2 separate regions of the Mus musculus genome follow, and region 2 is linked to region 1. The links are chromatin contacts, called in public Hi-C maps. All regions are on one chromosome and are shown on one strand. The core of a region is the stretch at or near the end of the contact, and the rest is flanking DNA. Distances in the headings are between cores, read along the strand shown. Region 1 has its middle 38 kb from the start of Gm32219. Region 2 overlaps Gm40436 (a long non-coding RNA gene).

Region 1 (7,335 bases), core at 2,455-4,954:
CATCATCATCATCATCGCTGTCATCATCATCATCATCATTTACATCATCATCCCCGTTGACATCATCATGCCCGCCATCTAACAACTTTTGTCATACTGTCATCCTCACCAACGTCATCATAGCCGTCTTCATCAATATTCTCATCTTTGTCAACTTCGCCATCACCACCACCATCATCTCCATCATTGATAGTACCATTACAGACATGATAACCATTATCACCTCATCAGCATGGACACCTTTAACTTTTCTACAGGTTCTAAATTTCCTTGCCCAGAAGAATTCCAAATTTTATGAAGCATTAAACCATCCTTGGCAGAAATATGAGATAGAATTCGGAATCAGCTCATCTATTTTCTCATCGCTGCTTATAAAACAGGAGGTAGGCATCTGTTAACCAGGCAGATGTGTTTTCTGGTCCACATCCTGTGCTCAGCAAGTTAAGCAGATTTTCAAAACACCACAGCTATAACTCCATGATATATATCTTCCTTTTACTTTATACTATTGTGGTAGTATGCTTGGCCCAGGTAGTGGCATCTAATACTAGGAGGTTTGGCCTTGTTGGGGTAGGTGTGGCTTTGTGAAGGAAGGGTGTCACTGTGGGGGTAGGCTTGGAGACCTTCTTCAGGGCCACCAGTCTTGTCCTAGCAGCCTTCAGAAGAAGATGTAGAACTCTCAGCTCCTCCTGCACCATGCCTGCCTGAATGCTGCCACACTCCCACCTTGATGATAGTAGACTGAACCTCTGAACCTGTAGGCCAGCTCCCAATTAAATGTTAACAAGAGTTAACATTGGTCATGGTGTCTGTTCATAGCAGTAAAACCCTAACTACGACAACTGTGGATATCATATGTGTGTATGCACGTGTCACACCGTTGAAATGATGTTATCATTGACAGACCCCTTGGGAGTTTCTGGGTTTTCTGATTTACAGGAATGCTTACCTATTGCTCTTGAATATTCTCCTTTAGCCCTTCCAAATCCATTCTTCCACCCTGCTCTGTCCTATTTTGTGTACTGCAAATATGATCTCAGCAGACCGAACCACCCAGGGTCTCTTATATGTCTATGCATGCATATTGACAGAAGGGATGGAACTATGAGCACAGCTTAAATCTTCAGATTTAAGAGAGCTGATGGTGGTGATGATACTGGGAAGATTACCTAATGGCTAGTGTTAACCTTCCACTTGACAGAATGTAGAATCACCTGAGAGATGAACCTCTAGACGTGCTCCGTGGTACTTCATCTTGACTGTGTTCACTGAATGGGAAGGTTTGCCTACTGTGGGCGGCACCATTCCCTGCATAGGATCCTGTACTATATACATGGAGGAAAGGAGCTGACCGTTTCTTCACTCTCTGTTCATACATTCCTCTGTTTCCTGATGGTGGGAACCATAGTGGATACCATAGTGAGTCTGATGTGAGCAGCTACTTCAGGCTCTGGGTCCTTGACTCCCATGCTGGGATGAACTGTACCCTTGAACTGTGAGCCAGAATGAACCTTTTCTCCTTTAAGTTGCTTTTGTCAGGGCATTTAATGACAGCCCCAGGAAAAGAAACTAAGATGGTAAGAAAACAAAAGGTTAGGATAAGATGAAAAGAATTTACATTAAAAATGTTATGATGAACAAAAGAAATTGGATACAAAATCATTATATATCACCATTTGTTTGCAATTCTAGATAGTGCAAATTGATGTGTAGGGACAGAAAGCAGATCCTTGTTGCCTGGGGCCAGGGATGAGAGGCTAGCCCCTGTAGGCATGAGGAAACATATTGCAGACATTAGTAAAATCTTACTGGTGACCAAACTGCCTTCACCTAAATGGATATAGTTCACTGTGGGTAAATTATGCCCTACTAAAATCTGTGTTACAAACATTAAGAACTGAGATCCATCCCCCTAGAATCTACACTAAGAAAAAAAAGTTGGATGTGGTGGCATGTACTTATAACCCTAGCATTAAAGAAGAAAATGGAGACAGGCAGATGCCTGGGGCTCTCTGACTAGCCAGTCTATCTATCCTACGTGACAAACTCCAAGGAAGTAAGAGATCCTATCTCAAAAGAAGAAGGCGGACAGCGCCTGAGGAATGAAAGCTGACGTCCTCTGGCCTACCCCCTCACACACACACACATATTCATGCATGCACCAATACACAGACACACACACATGCACGCACACATGTATGCAATCTCCACAGTGTAACCTGGAAGGAACTATCTATCATGGAGTTATTTGCTTAACTTGATGAGCACATGATGAGGGCCAGAAAGTGCCTCTCTCTGCCTGGCTCGCAGATGCTTGCCTGCCATTTTACAAGCAGCAATGAGAGACTAAATGAGCAGAAGAAGGTTCCTGAGGACAGACATGGCTTATCCAGAAATGCTAATCTTGTTGATGACATGGCTCTTCACAGAAATAAGGCCCAGGAGTACTGAGAGAAAGGAGAGGAAACCAAGCAAATGTCTCTGGGATCCAGTGGGGATCTCATTAAAGCAGGGATAGCTTTCTGCAGTAGACTGTGGAGTTATACGGCTTAGATGAGGAGGGAGGCCGCTGTGCCGCTGCACTGAGAGATGCTTGCAAGCCTGTTCAGTTTTGATTCCTTTATAAACTGAAGCTCATAATAGCATTCAAATGGAAAATTTGAAGACTCCAACTGCTCCTGAGAAATGCTTCCAAAGGCAGGAGAGCCAATAGCTATAGATTCAGACATTAAAATGTGTTTGAATCATTAGCTCTGTGCTAATTGTTTGAGAAATCTAAAACAACACAATTAATTCCCTCAGTTTATGGAGCTAAACAGTCTGTCCTCTGCCTGCTGGTCCAGCAGATCTCAGGCTGGCTTCACCCTGGGTGTACCCACAGAAATTTTATGAGGTGTAGACTCCTGACCTGACCCTTAGCCCAATGGTTCTCAACCTTCCTAATGCTACGACCCTTTAATACAATTCCTCATGTTGTGGTGACTGCCCTCCCCACTCCAACCATAAAATTATTTCCACTGCTACTTCATAGTTGTGATTTTGCTACTGATATGAATTGCAATGTAAATATTTTTGGAGATAGAGGTTTGCCAAAGGGATGGTGACCCCCAAGTTGAGAACCCCTGCTTTAGCTTGTGCCTCCAGAGACCTGGATGCTAACTAAGCCTCACTAAGCTAATTCCATGCAGCTTAAAGCGTCTCAGAGCACCGGAGCAGAAATGCGGGAGAAGGAAACAGCATACAGACATCTCAGTCTGTGTGTGTGTGTGGGGGGGGGGGGGGGGGAAGGGGTCTAAAGCAGCAGTGTCGCAGAGTAGAACAAAGTTCAGAGCAGGGGCGGGGAAGGGGTGGGGGATACTTATGAAGCTACTAATCTGGAGCCATGGAAGGCTGAGGGGGGGCTTGGCAGGCAGGGAGGACTATTGAGGTCGTGGCACAGCATGATCTACCAGATAGAAAGGGGTGCGCTAGAGGCAACGGGAAGGCAAGAGCAGACGCAGGTCCTTGGACACGGAGAAATGCTGGTATTTCATTCAGTGCCCAGCGGGAAGGCCGTAGGGTTGGGGTAGGAGATCCCATCCGAGTCTCACACTTTTAAAGGTTCTGTGTCTCCTGAATGGAGTGTGTGCCCTATGAAGTGTAAGGGTAGACAAGTATCAGGGTGTAACAAATTCACCCCAGAGCTCCAAACTTGCCTAGATCTGCTCTTGCTCACTAGCCCCTCCACAGTCCAGGGAGACAGATAGGTCGGGGGAGAGCCTTCTTGCTAACAGAGTTCAAATCTGCCCCTTGGGGGAAATTTGCGTAATCTACAGTTTTATTACCAGCTCTGTCCCTAGCGATGAGGATTTAGGAGGAAAGAGCCCTCAAAACCACACGGGGTCTCTGACCACTTTGCTCCTGGTCCTCAGTGGTATCGTTAGGGGAGGCAGCTGAGACTGCAGCTGGTAGACATTATTGTCTCTCCCTCCCTTTCAGATGCATGGGTCCCCGGTGGCTCTCCGACTGCCTCCCTCCCTCCTTTCAGCCCTCACTGGCTTTATAGGCCCCAGTGCCTCTAGACCCTTGTGTCAGCAGGCCCACGGGGGTACTCTGACTCTCAACCCCGTGTTTTTATATCCTGAGAGAAAAGATGAAGGTAGAGGGACACGGTTGTACTGTCATTCTCTCAGACATCTCTAGCTCACCCTCCAGGGTGGCCAAGTTTTTAGAAAACTTAAAACTCCAGCAAAAGCCACGTGTGGTGCGTGGTATACGCCTTTAATCCAAGCACATGGGAGGCAGAGATAGTTGGATTTCTGTGAGTTCAAGATCAGCCTGATTAGCAAAGTGAGTTCCAGGTCAGTCAAAGCTATATAGAGTGAGACACTATTTTAAAAACAAACAATAGCAAAAAATAAAATACATACAAACTATGTAATTGTCAAATAAGAAAATTAATCAATAAAAAGAAAACTAAATTTAAAGAAAAAATCTAGTGAGAAAGACAGCAGATGGACATTTGGGAGCCAGCAGTATACAGATGGTGGCTTAGTGTAGGGCAGATAGAATAAGACATTCTCTCCTGGACTGTGGACAGTGCACCAGAGGCCAAAGTCTCCGTGGGTCAACTCTTACGAGGACAAATGAGAAGAAACAAATCTCAACCAAACTCCAGATCTACCTCAAGGCAAACTCTTGGGTGTCACAGGACGTTTAAAATCGGGGAACAGCCACTGTGACTTTAGGCTTGATCAGAGGAGAGGAGAGGAGAGACAGGTACTTAGAACTAGATCATTGTTATTCCTTGAGTTTTTATTCCAGAGAAAGTTACTGGTGTTTATTTGGAACAGTTATAAAGAAAACCACCCACAAGGCAGGAAACCGGCAAGAAACAGCGCACACTCTAGAATCTTTTGGATTTTAACACGCGGACTCTTTAATCAAGAAGTTGCTTATAGAGTGGGCTCTTCAGCTACTCAAAATAGTCCATGGTTTTATTTGGGGCTCTGCACCTAAACATTTTTGTTGTTGTTGTTAATACGATGGGGAGAAAAGAATACATAGACCTCTTTATCCTAATTGCTAGTCAAGAATGGGAGCACAGAGAAAGGAGGGATTAAAAACCGAAAGGCTATTTGCAAGGAAATAGCTCCACCTGCTGATATGGGCTTCCGTGGGTGAGATGTGAAGGGTTTTTTGTTTGTTTGTTTGTTTGTTTGTATGTATGATTATATTTTATTGGATATTTTATTTATTTACATTTCCAAAGTTATCCCCTTTCCCGATTTACCCCCAGAGAAGTCCCTTATTCCATTCCCCCTCCTCCTGCTCCTATGAGGGTGTGCCCCTACCTGCCCACCCACTCCTGCCTTCCTTCCCTAGCATTCCCCTACCCTGGGGCATTGAGCCTTTAAGGGACCAAGGGTCTCTTCTCCTGTTGATTCCCAATAAGGCCATCCTCTGTTACATGTGCAGCTGGAGCCATGGGCCCCTCCCTCCATGTGTAGTCTTTCTTAGTTGGTGGTTTAGACTCTGGGAGCTCTGGTTGTTGATATTGTTGTTCTTCCTATGAGGTTGCAAGCTCCTTCAGCTCCTTCAGTCCTTTCTCTAACTCCTCCCCTGGGGACTCCATGATCAGAAGGAAAGGCCATCCAAAGACTGCCCCACCTGGGGATCCATCCCATATACAGTCACCAAAAGCAAACACTATTGTGGATGCCAAGAAATGCATGCTGACAGGAGCCTAATATAGTTGTCTTCTGAGAGGCTCTGCCAGAGTCTGACATATACAGTGGCGGAAGCTCTCAGGCAACCACTGGACTGTGAGTTCTTTTCCAGACATTTTACTACTTAACAAACGCAACCTTCGTGCTCCCTCTAGAGGCCAACAGATGGATAACATCTCTGCAGAAGAATATCCTAAACTCTGCAGTTTCATTTTACTGTTAATTACATTTGCTCTTAGACAATTTCAGCAGGGCATATTGACCACTCTCACTGTGCCCTGTTCCCAGATCTCCCTACCAACCCTGTCCACCACATCCCCATCCTTTCCTCAAATCTTTCTTTTGGGGTCATGTCTTCACTTCCTTTTGTGACCCACTGAGTTAAACTGGTGCCATCTGTGTGATGTGATCACTGGCTCGGAGCTGGAGTCTTGTAGGCTGAGCAGTGGGTACACGATTAATGTTCAGTGGTACAGGACAGGGCCCTGTGGCCCCTCCCCTTCTATGACTGACAGGGCCAATCTTGCGTGCGCCCCTTGCAAATAACCAGTTACTATGAGTTAAGGATTGCAAATGTTGGTCTAACGAATGGCATTTCCTTGCCCGCCACGCCATCTTTGAAACTTTACACACTGCATTCCCCCTCTTCCTTAAGGGAAGTGGTCTAAAAGACTTGTTTAGAGCTGACGCCTCTCTCTCTCTCTCTCTCTCTCTCTCTCTCTCTCTCTCTCTCTGCACAGCACGCTCAGGCACTTTGAAAGCTAGCCCGCTGGGGTGGGGATGAGCGGGCAATTGAGACTCAGTCTCAGTTTGCTTTCTTTACATCATACAACCTTCATACAATTGTGTCCTATCGTCTACAATATGGCTTTATCCTCTTATTTCTGGTTAGGCGACCAAGAGAACCAACAAGAGCCTGTATTGGTTTGGAGGCCTCCAGTGTATCCTGACAAGAGCCTGTGTAGGTATCCCACACAAGAACTGGGAACTGTATTTAGTAACACACTGCTTCATGGCGCAGTCCCATCGGAGCCAGCAGGGTAGCAGTCTTCAGCTCTCTTTTATATGTTTGGTTACAAGATAATAGGCTTGCATATGGCTTCCTTTTGCTCTTTGTCCAAGGCAATCAATCCTCTCCCTTCTTTAACACCATCCTCTCCCCAGTCCTCCCGCCTTGTTTAAATTTCCACAGTGTTTCTCCTCTATAATTTTCTTCCTCCCTATAATTTTATTTTGCTTATGTTCTTACTATCCCCCATCATGTAAGGTGCCCCTCCCCCACGACCTCTTCCCAGTGTCCTGGCTCTCACAAGCACTCCTTGTTAATGAACAGACAGCCACCAAAGCAAAACAAAAAGCCAAACACCAAGAAAACAACAACAACAAAATTAAACAACAGGCTTCAGAGCTAAACAGGGATCTCAAAAGATGAAATCCAGATGGTAAGAAAACACTTGAGATGGTTTTTGGCATCCTTGGCTGTCAGGGAAAGGCAACTAAACTATTTAAAGATTCCATCTCATCCCAGTCAGAACCGTCACCATCAAGGTTGTGATTCTCCAAGGAACAGAGCTGGTGGAATGAATCTATACTAAAGGGGTACTTATTAGATTGGCGTGCAGAGTAT
Region 2 (6,871 bases), core at 69-2,568, 100 kb before region 1:
GTTCCCAGCGCTCACATGGTGGCTTACACCTTCTGTAACTCCAGTTCCAGGGTATTCCACGCCCTCTGCAGGTCTGCACAGGTACTGCATGCACATGGTGCACATACATACACTCTAACACCTAAAATAGGAGTCTCAGTAGAAGAAGATGCATCGAATCCTGCTACAGCTTGGCTTGCCAAGGCAGGTTGATATCCATGGGAGGCCTCCTCTTTTCTGAGGAGAAAGAGAGAGCGTTAGGGAGAGGGGAGGTAAGAGGGAAGGATTGGGAGGAGAAGAGGGAGGAGAAGCTGCCATCTGGATGTGAAGTAAATTAATTAGTTAATTAATAGAAAGAATAAATTAAAAAAAATAAAAATTAAGTGCCTATGAACTAAGTGGGGACACTTATAATCCTAAGACTGAAATAGCTAAGGCAGGAAGATGGCAAGACTGTGGCCAGCCTTAGCTAAACAGCAAGACCCTGCCTCAAAGGGAAAAAAAAGCATTAAAAATAAAAGCAAGACACTAAGGAAGAACTAGATTGTGATTGACACTGAAACCAGGGCAGCAATGTTCTCTGAAAAGGAAGACCCAGGGACTGGATACGTACATGACCAAGTATGTATTGATCAGTGATGTACTGATGAATCACTTCCCTCAGCTAGGCCTCTTGTCTCTCATTGCCCTTCCATATATTTTATTTATTATGTGTCTTTGACTTTGAAAATGTTTTCGCTTACCATGAACTCCCCCCAGATGAATTTCTTCTGGGGAATTCTAGGCCCCTACTAGCATTTGGGAGAGACATGGGAAAGGGTCCAGAATCCTTTCTGTTCTCTCTCCATGGGTGGGAGCAAAGCCTTTCTGTTCTCTCTCCATGGGTGGGAGCAAAGCCTTTCTGTTCTCTCTCCATGGGTAGGAGCAAAGATTGCCTGGCCAGAGCTTTAATGACCCTTCCTGCTCCTCTGTAAGATTTGGACATTTTTAGAAAACAAAAGTATAATATCTATACAACCTGCTGACACTGACAGATATCTATCCCTTTCACCTAAATAAATCCTAGCAGCCCATTTCACACCAGTGTTTTAAGTTAGCAGAACTTAACCCACACAGATATTTGCGAAGATTTTAGAAGCTGCCCTCCAAGGTCATACTGTGCCATCTTGGCTGAGTTTACCCACCCAGACCTCATTCTACTGCCTAGGGACTATGCTGGTGACTCTGACTCCATTTTGTCCCAGTCCTGTGGCTTTTTACTCTTGGTCCAGCTGTCCAGATGTGTGGCCTGAGGGAAGCAGAGATTTCAGTTCCATTTTCCACACTCTCTCCAACACCCTCCTCCCCACAGCCACGTCAAGCCCCAACGGGTGCCAAAAGGCATCAGACTAGCTCCCTCGTGCACCCTCCTCGTCCCAGATACGCAGGAAGAAAGCCAAGGGACGCAGTCGTATGCCTATACTGTGATTCACATTAGTTTAAGCTCGATGGCCGCGTGTCCCTCATTCACACCCTGTCAACCTTAGCATGTTGGATTCCCACCCGGGGGATGTTCCAAAGGACGGAAAAAGCTCTTTAGAGAATTGATGACTGTTTTGCTCTTGGCTGGAACTTGGGATAGAATGGGCATTCCAGAGAGCTGGTCCAAGACACCACCTGATCCCCGAGCCTTTCCCTCCCAGAGTTCAGAATGTTCCTCACGGAGGGACCTCACATTTCACACACTGAAGCTTGAGGACCTTGTTGCTACAACACAACCTCACAAACCATGGCAACTGGACCGGGCCAAACCCAAAGTTGGACTACATACATGGCATAAGAGTCAAGCTGCCTTAATCTTGCATCTTTGGCTCATTTTTCCTAGCCACATCCTAAAACCAAATGGATTGAATTACTAGATGAAAAAATAAATTCTGTCCGTGGGAACCGTTGCTATTGTCGCAGAAAACAAAAAAAGGAGGTGTTTTCCAACCATGCCTAAAAGGAGGTGAAATCACTGTTTATGGGGGGGAGCTTAAATTCTTACCACATGCGGGAAAATGGAGTTGGTTGTTTAATTAGACTGCCTAGTCAAAGCCCTCTGGTTATTTTAAATTGTGTTTTAAAATATCAACTCCAGGGAAACCTTTCTGAAGGGCAATTCAAAAATATGCACTAAAGGCTTTCAAGATGTATATAATTTTACCCTGCCATTCCAAGTCTGGGAATAATCATGATGGTGCCCAGTGATTTACCTGCGTGGGTACTGAATGCTGCGTTACTTTAACAGTGGCATAGAGGTGGGGTGCTCAGATGCCCAACATGGGAAATTGGTCAAATAAGTTACTGTGCAAAGGAAGCTCTTTAGAGCTTAGATAGCCCCCTGGATGTCTCAAAGGCCTCCCGATTAACTGACTCTGCATCCGTTACAATCACTTGTCTAACAGCACCATGAAGAGTACTCACCGTCCAGGTTCTGTGTGAATCACACACTCCCACTAGCTGTGCTTTGCAACCCACCAAGAATTGGTTGTGTTTGTTCCCAAACCTGTTTGTACTGCCTCAGTTTTTACTGTAATTATAGAGCTTAATTAAGCAACATGCACGCCAATGAAATATCACAAAGCTTTCAATTCCCCTATAAATAGATGACAATTTTTAGAAAGATTGGAGAAGTTGAAATGAAAAGAAAAAATTAAAATACAACTTGTTAAATTATATGATCGATAGTGGGCACTAGTGAAATATTATGCATCTCAGTATCACTAAAGCTATCATGGAAAACTCCATTCTCTTAAGCAATTTTCCAAAAGAGTCAAGGGAGAGACCTGAGGTCTGAGAGCCTGTTTAAGTCTTAAATGTCCAGAAAGGAGGTCCCAGGCCTTCTGAGATTATGCCTGAGGTCTTTTCAAGGTTGGGTAAGGGCACTGACTGATGCTATGAGTTCTTATATCCTAGTAGTTGTCTCTTCTCCTTTCAAAGGACAGACACATCATCCTGTAACCATATCTGGGGCCACAGTGTTGACCTGAGTTGAACTTAACTGAGTCAACACTCAGACCTCACTGAGGACATGATAGGACATGACAACTGAACTTGATATTTTTCTTGCAAGTTGCCTTTGGAAATCTTTCAGAGTGACCTCTTACAATGCTGACCATTGGACCTCCATCCAAGGCTCCTGGGTTAACTGTGGACTAGCTGTTCAGGACTCCGAGGCACCTCAGGAGGCTCTGGCCTACAGGAATGTCTGAAACCCACTCTTCAGCCATTTAGTAAGTGAGGTGAGCATTGCCTTCCCTCCTATGGTTAATAGTCCAGGTCCAACTTCACTGAGCTAAGCTCTGATGTTGAGTCTGGCTTTAATTGGCTTTGTAACAGTAACCATGTGACCTGACCACTCTGGACTTCTGTCTTTTTGTCTGCATCCTAAAGAAATGATACTCTCTCAAATTCTTTCCAGCACCAAATATTTCCATGTCTATGTTATGAGAAATGCTTTTTCACTATAACTGTGCCTAAGATCCTACCAGACTTAGTGTGGTTTTTAAATAACTGTGAGATGATTGTAAAGAGGTATGCAGTTCTGTATGTTGTACATGGTGTGTGTGTGTGTGAAAATAAAAATCATTAACTATATAAGGACACGATCCATTTCTATTCTAAGTACCTAAATAGCCAGTCTCTTCTAACCATCACAACAGCATAAATTGTTAGGGCAGCAAGAGACTCCCTCCAGCTTCCTACCAGGTTGTATGAGAGGAGGCGACCTCAGCCCTTTCCTACCCCGTACATTTGGAAGCCCCTTTTCTAGATGAGCCACTATTATTTGATACCTCTATTATAATTCATTCTTCAAGCAATTGTGATTCTAGCCTAACTTTGATGTTATAAAGAATAAAATAGTAACTGAAGAAGTGAATGGTTGGCTTGGGATCGCTCTTCTAGGAGGAGACAGAACAGCAGTATCAGAACTCTGTCTTTCCTACTGAGAGCCCTTCATGACAGCCCATCAAAGTGGGCCCGTTTCTAAGATTGCCAGAGTCAGAACACTGTAGTACCACAGGTTCCCTGTTTTGTTCTGTGTGGTAATATGTATATACATATATATATATATATATATATATATATATATATATATATATATACATATATATATATATGTATATATGTATATATATGTGTATATATTCCAGGTGGCAGACTGTTGCCTTTGTTCCTGCTGGGGCTGTGGAGAGGGAGTTCTGAGTCCGCTTCCCCGGGTCATCCATCTGCCATCCCTCGAGGTAAATATAGAGGATAACCACCCCTTGGCTGGACAGCTAACTCCATCCACAGTGTCTGACTCAGAATGAGGGGGTATTGCAACTTTACCCATGAGATACTAATCAAGTTCATGAGAGCTGTAGCAGACTGCCACACATAGACTTTCCCCGGAGCCTGCAGAGCTGTGCATGTCTGACGTGCTCTCGATGGGGTTTTTAACCCACATCTGCTTATTCTCCTCCCAGAGCTCTGTACTTACCCCAGATGGCAACCTTCCATTCACATGTGCAAAACAACCTGTCTTTCCTTCCTCAAACTTGCTCCGTCCCATTTCTTGCTTCTGTTAAGTCCAGTTTCTTGAGACCCGACAGCAAGCTTCCAGCCTCTCTCCTTCCTCTAATCATCACTGACAGCCCAGTTCTCTGGCCGTACCTGAGCACCATCGGGCACATGTGAGGCTCAGGTCTATAACATACCTCCATTACTTCCCAAGAGGCTCATGGAATATGGGCCATCCCCCATATTCTTAACCCAGAGAAGATAAATTGTCACCAAGGGCACACATGAGAATGGAGATGCCAGCCAGAGTTACAGAACCATGGTCATTCTCAAAAGCCCACAGTTTGCTTCTGTGGAGTCCCCTGCCTGGTCCCTCCACCCATCCTACTTCCCCGAGATCTGCTGTTCCTTCCCAGGCCTTGAGCAGAACAGTTAGAACTTGCTTACTTATGTAGCAGCTCTGGGGATGGAACCTGGGTCCTCCTCATGCAGTGTCCCTCAGCCCCTCAGCCAGCAGCTACTTCTTCCTGAGAAACTTCTCTTGCCTTCCACTTGAACCCACTTGTTGTCTTCCGTCACTTACATCCTCAAGCATTTTGTTCATACGTCTCATTTCTTTAGTAGTCGGTGGCATCACCAAACCGCAATGCTTTCCTTGGTCCCTGTTCAGTACCTACTTGTTCGCCTGTACTGTGCTGTGCCTCTCTGCCACCTCTCAGCTGTGTGGCCACAGGCAGGTCGCACAACCTCTCTGTGCCTGTCACTTCATCTTTAAAACAAAAATGGTAATTCTAAAACATCTTTCCAATTCTATAGGAGATGACTTACTAACTGAATGGAATGAGTTAATATATAGAATCATTAGAAGCCTGCCAAGCAAGCGGTAAACCGTTGCTGAATGTTAGCTGCTACTAGCAGTGTTTGTATAAGCACAGAAATAGACATATGCTTTATACATCTCACGTAAGCCAACTTCTGAAAATGTCTACCTAACATGGTAGAAAAAAACCCACAGCAACTGCTCACTTATACCTTTATTGGAAAATGTCACATTTTTTGCATTTTCCTGTTAGGTGTGCCAGCGATCTTGGGAGGAGCTTCAGTGTTGCCACACTGAAAAACACTGAAACCTATTCCAGTTACAAATGGCCTGCAATCGAGCAGTGCTGGCTAGCTAAAGGAACCAGTGTTGTGTGAGCAGTTCCCATGGAAGAACAGATTCGTTCCACTTTCTATTTCCCTGTATTTTGCCTGATTATGCTGAAGGGTCTCATTTCTACCGATGCCAGCCCAATAACCCCAACACTTTTGACAATAGCCGGAGTAAAGTTTATTCATCCAATCTTACTGAAAATTGGAATAAAAATGGTAAATAAACCATCTTCTAGGTAGGGCCTATGGAAGCAGCCCCCTTTGTGTCAGTAACTTGGCTGAATTTGCAGCACCGAGGATCTCAGATGAGGATATTGTGATATAATAACTTCAAGTCACTCATTGGGACCAATTAGAGGAAGGGCAGGATGTGACAGCCTAGCTCAGATGTCCCTCCTACTCAAAAATAATAATGTTACATTTTGTAAACTACTCTCTAATGATCAGATATTTTTCCAAATCAGACCAGAATCTTGAATTCAATCTAGTCTAGTGAGGTTTTGCAGGCTTTGTGAGTCTCTTGATAGATGTCGCACGTGCAGACAGGAGCAGACATCAGTTTGATTTTTATCATGTACCAACTACAGCTGAGCACTTCTGAACCAAAAACAAAACAAACAAACAAACAAACAAAACACCCAAGAAAACAAGTCCACAGTGTTCCAGAATTCAAGAGGTGAGCTTTGTTTTGATGCCCCAAGTGAAATCGTCAACACCTGACCTCATGTGACATGTCTGGTCAAAATATACACGCACTAAAGAGTGTTGCATACCTCCATTAAGAGCGTGTGTATAAATTATATATAAAATTAAAATAAATTTTGTAATTTGACTAGAGTCCCATCTCCGAGGTAGTTCATAATTAGTACGTCAGTATTCCAAAAATCTGGGGGTGGAAACGTGAACTCTGAAACAGGTTTGAACTCACGCATTTCAGACACGGAGTATTCAACCTATGTCTGCAAGTCACTTAAAGAGGTGAACGATTAGCTCCCTGCAGCATTCCCATGAAGTAGCCTGGCACAATAGCATAGGAACTATATCCAACCGACACAGTGACACAGGAAACTGCTGGGAATATAGAGAAAGACCCCAGATTCTATGCATGAAGGAAGGGCAAGAATTCCAGAAGCAGGGATGGGGCTGGGGAGAAGACAGCACATGAGCACTCTGGACACAGAGGACCAGGGCTTGACCCTTAGCGGAGAGAGCAGCT

The links. Hi-C and Micro-C count contacts between places; a contact is called where the count stands out from the background.
Region 2: a contact with region 1 is called in a Hi-C map of uterus, with 6 times the contacts expected there. The contact joins two enhancer-like sites. A contact is called at or near these places in 1 of 39 promoter capture datasets (the 3T3-L1 cell line), 26 of 484 Hi-C or Micro-C datasets (the 3T3-L1 cell line, the C2C12 cell line, the C3H10T1/2 cell line and 12 more), 5 of 115 datasets of contacts at active chromatin or transcription factors (the NIH/3T3 cell line, embryonic fibroblasts, embryonic stem cells and 2 more) and 1 of 9 other capture datasets (embryonic stem cells).

The regions. Positions count from the first base shown.
Region 1 is chr12:70,493,515-70,500,849 of GRCm38.p6, reverse strand. No RefSeq gene overlaps it. Among named protein-coding and RNA genes, the nearest start is that of Gm32219, 38 kb to the left of the region's middle. Within about 2 kb of position 3,704, at least 15 of the 459 cell types and tissues checked have an H3K27ac peak or open chromatin away from gene starts, as enhancers often do. A contact at or near this core is called in uterus, where this site is marked.
Region 2 is chr12:70,593,123-70,599,993 of GRCm38.p6, reverse strand. The region is part of intron 1 of Gm40436 (a long non-coding RNA gene); the gene reads right to left. Among named protein-coding and RNA genes, the nearest start is that of Gm40436, 6.0 kb to the right of the region's middle. Within about 2 kb of position 1,318, at least 26 of the 459 cell types and tissues checked have an H3K27ac peak or open chromatin away from gene starts, as enhancers often do. A contact at or near this core is called in uterus, where this site is marked.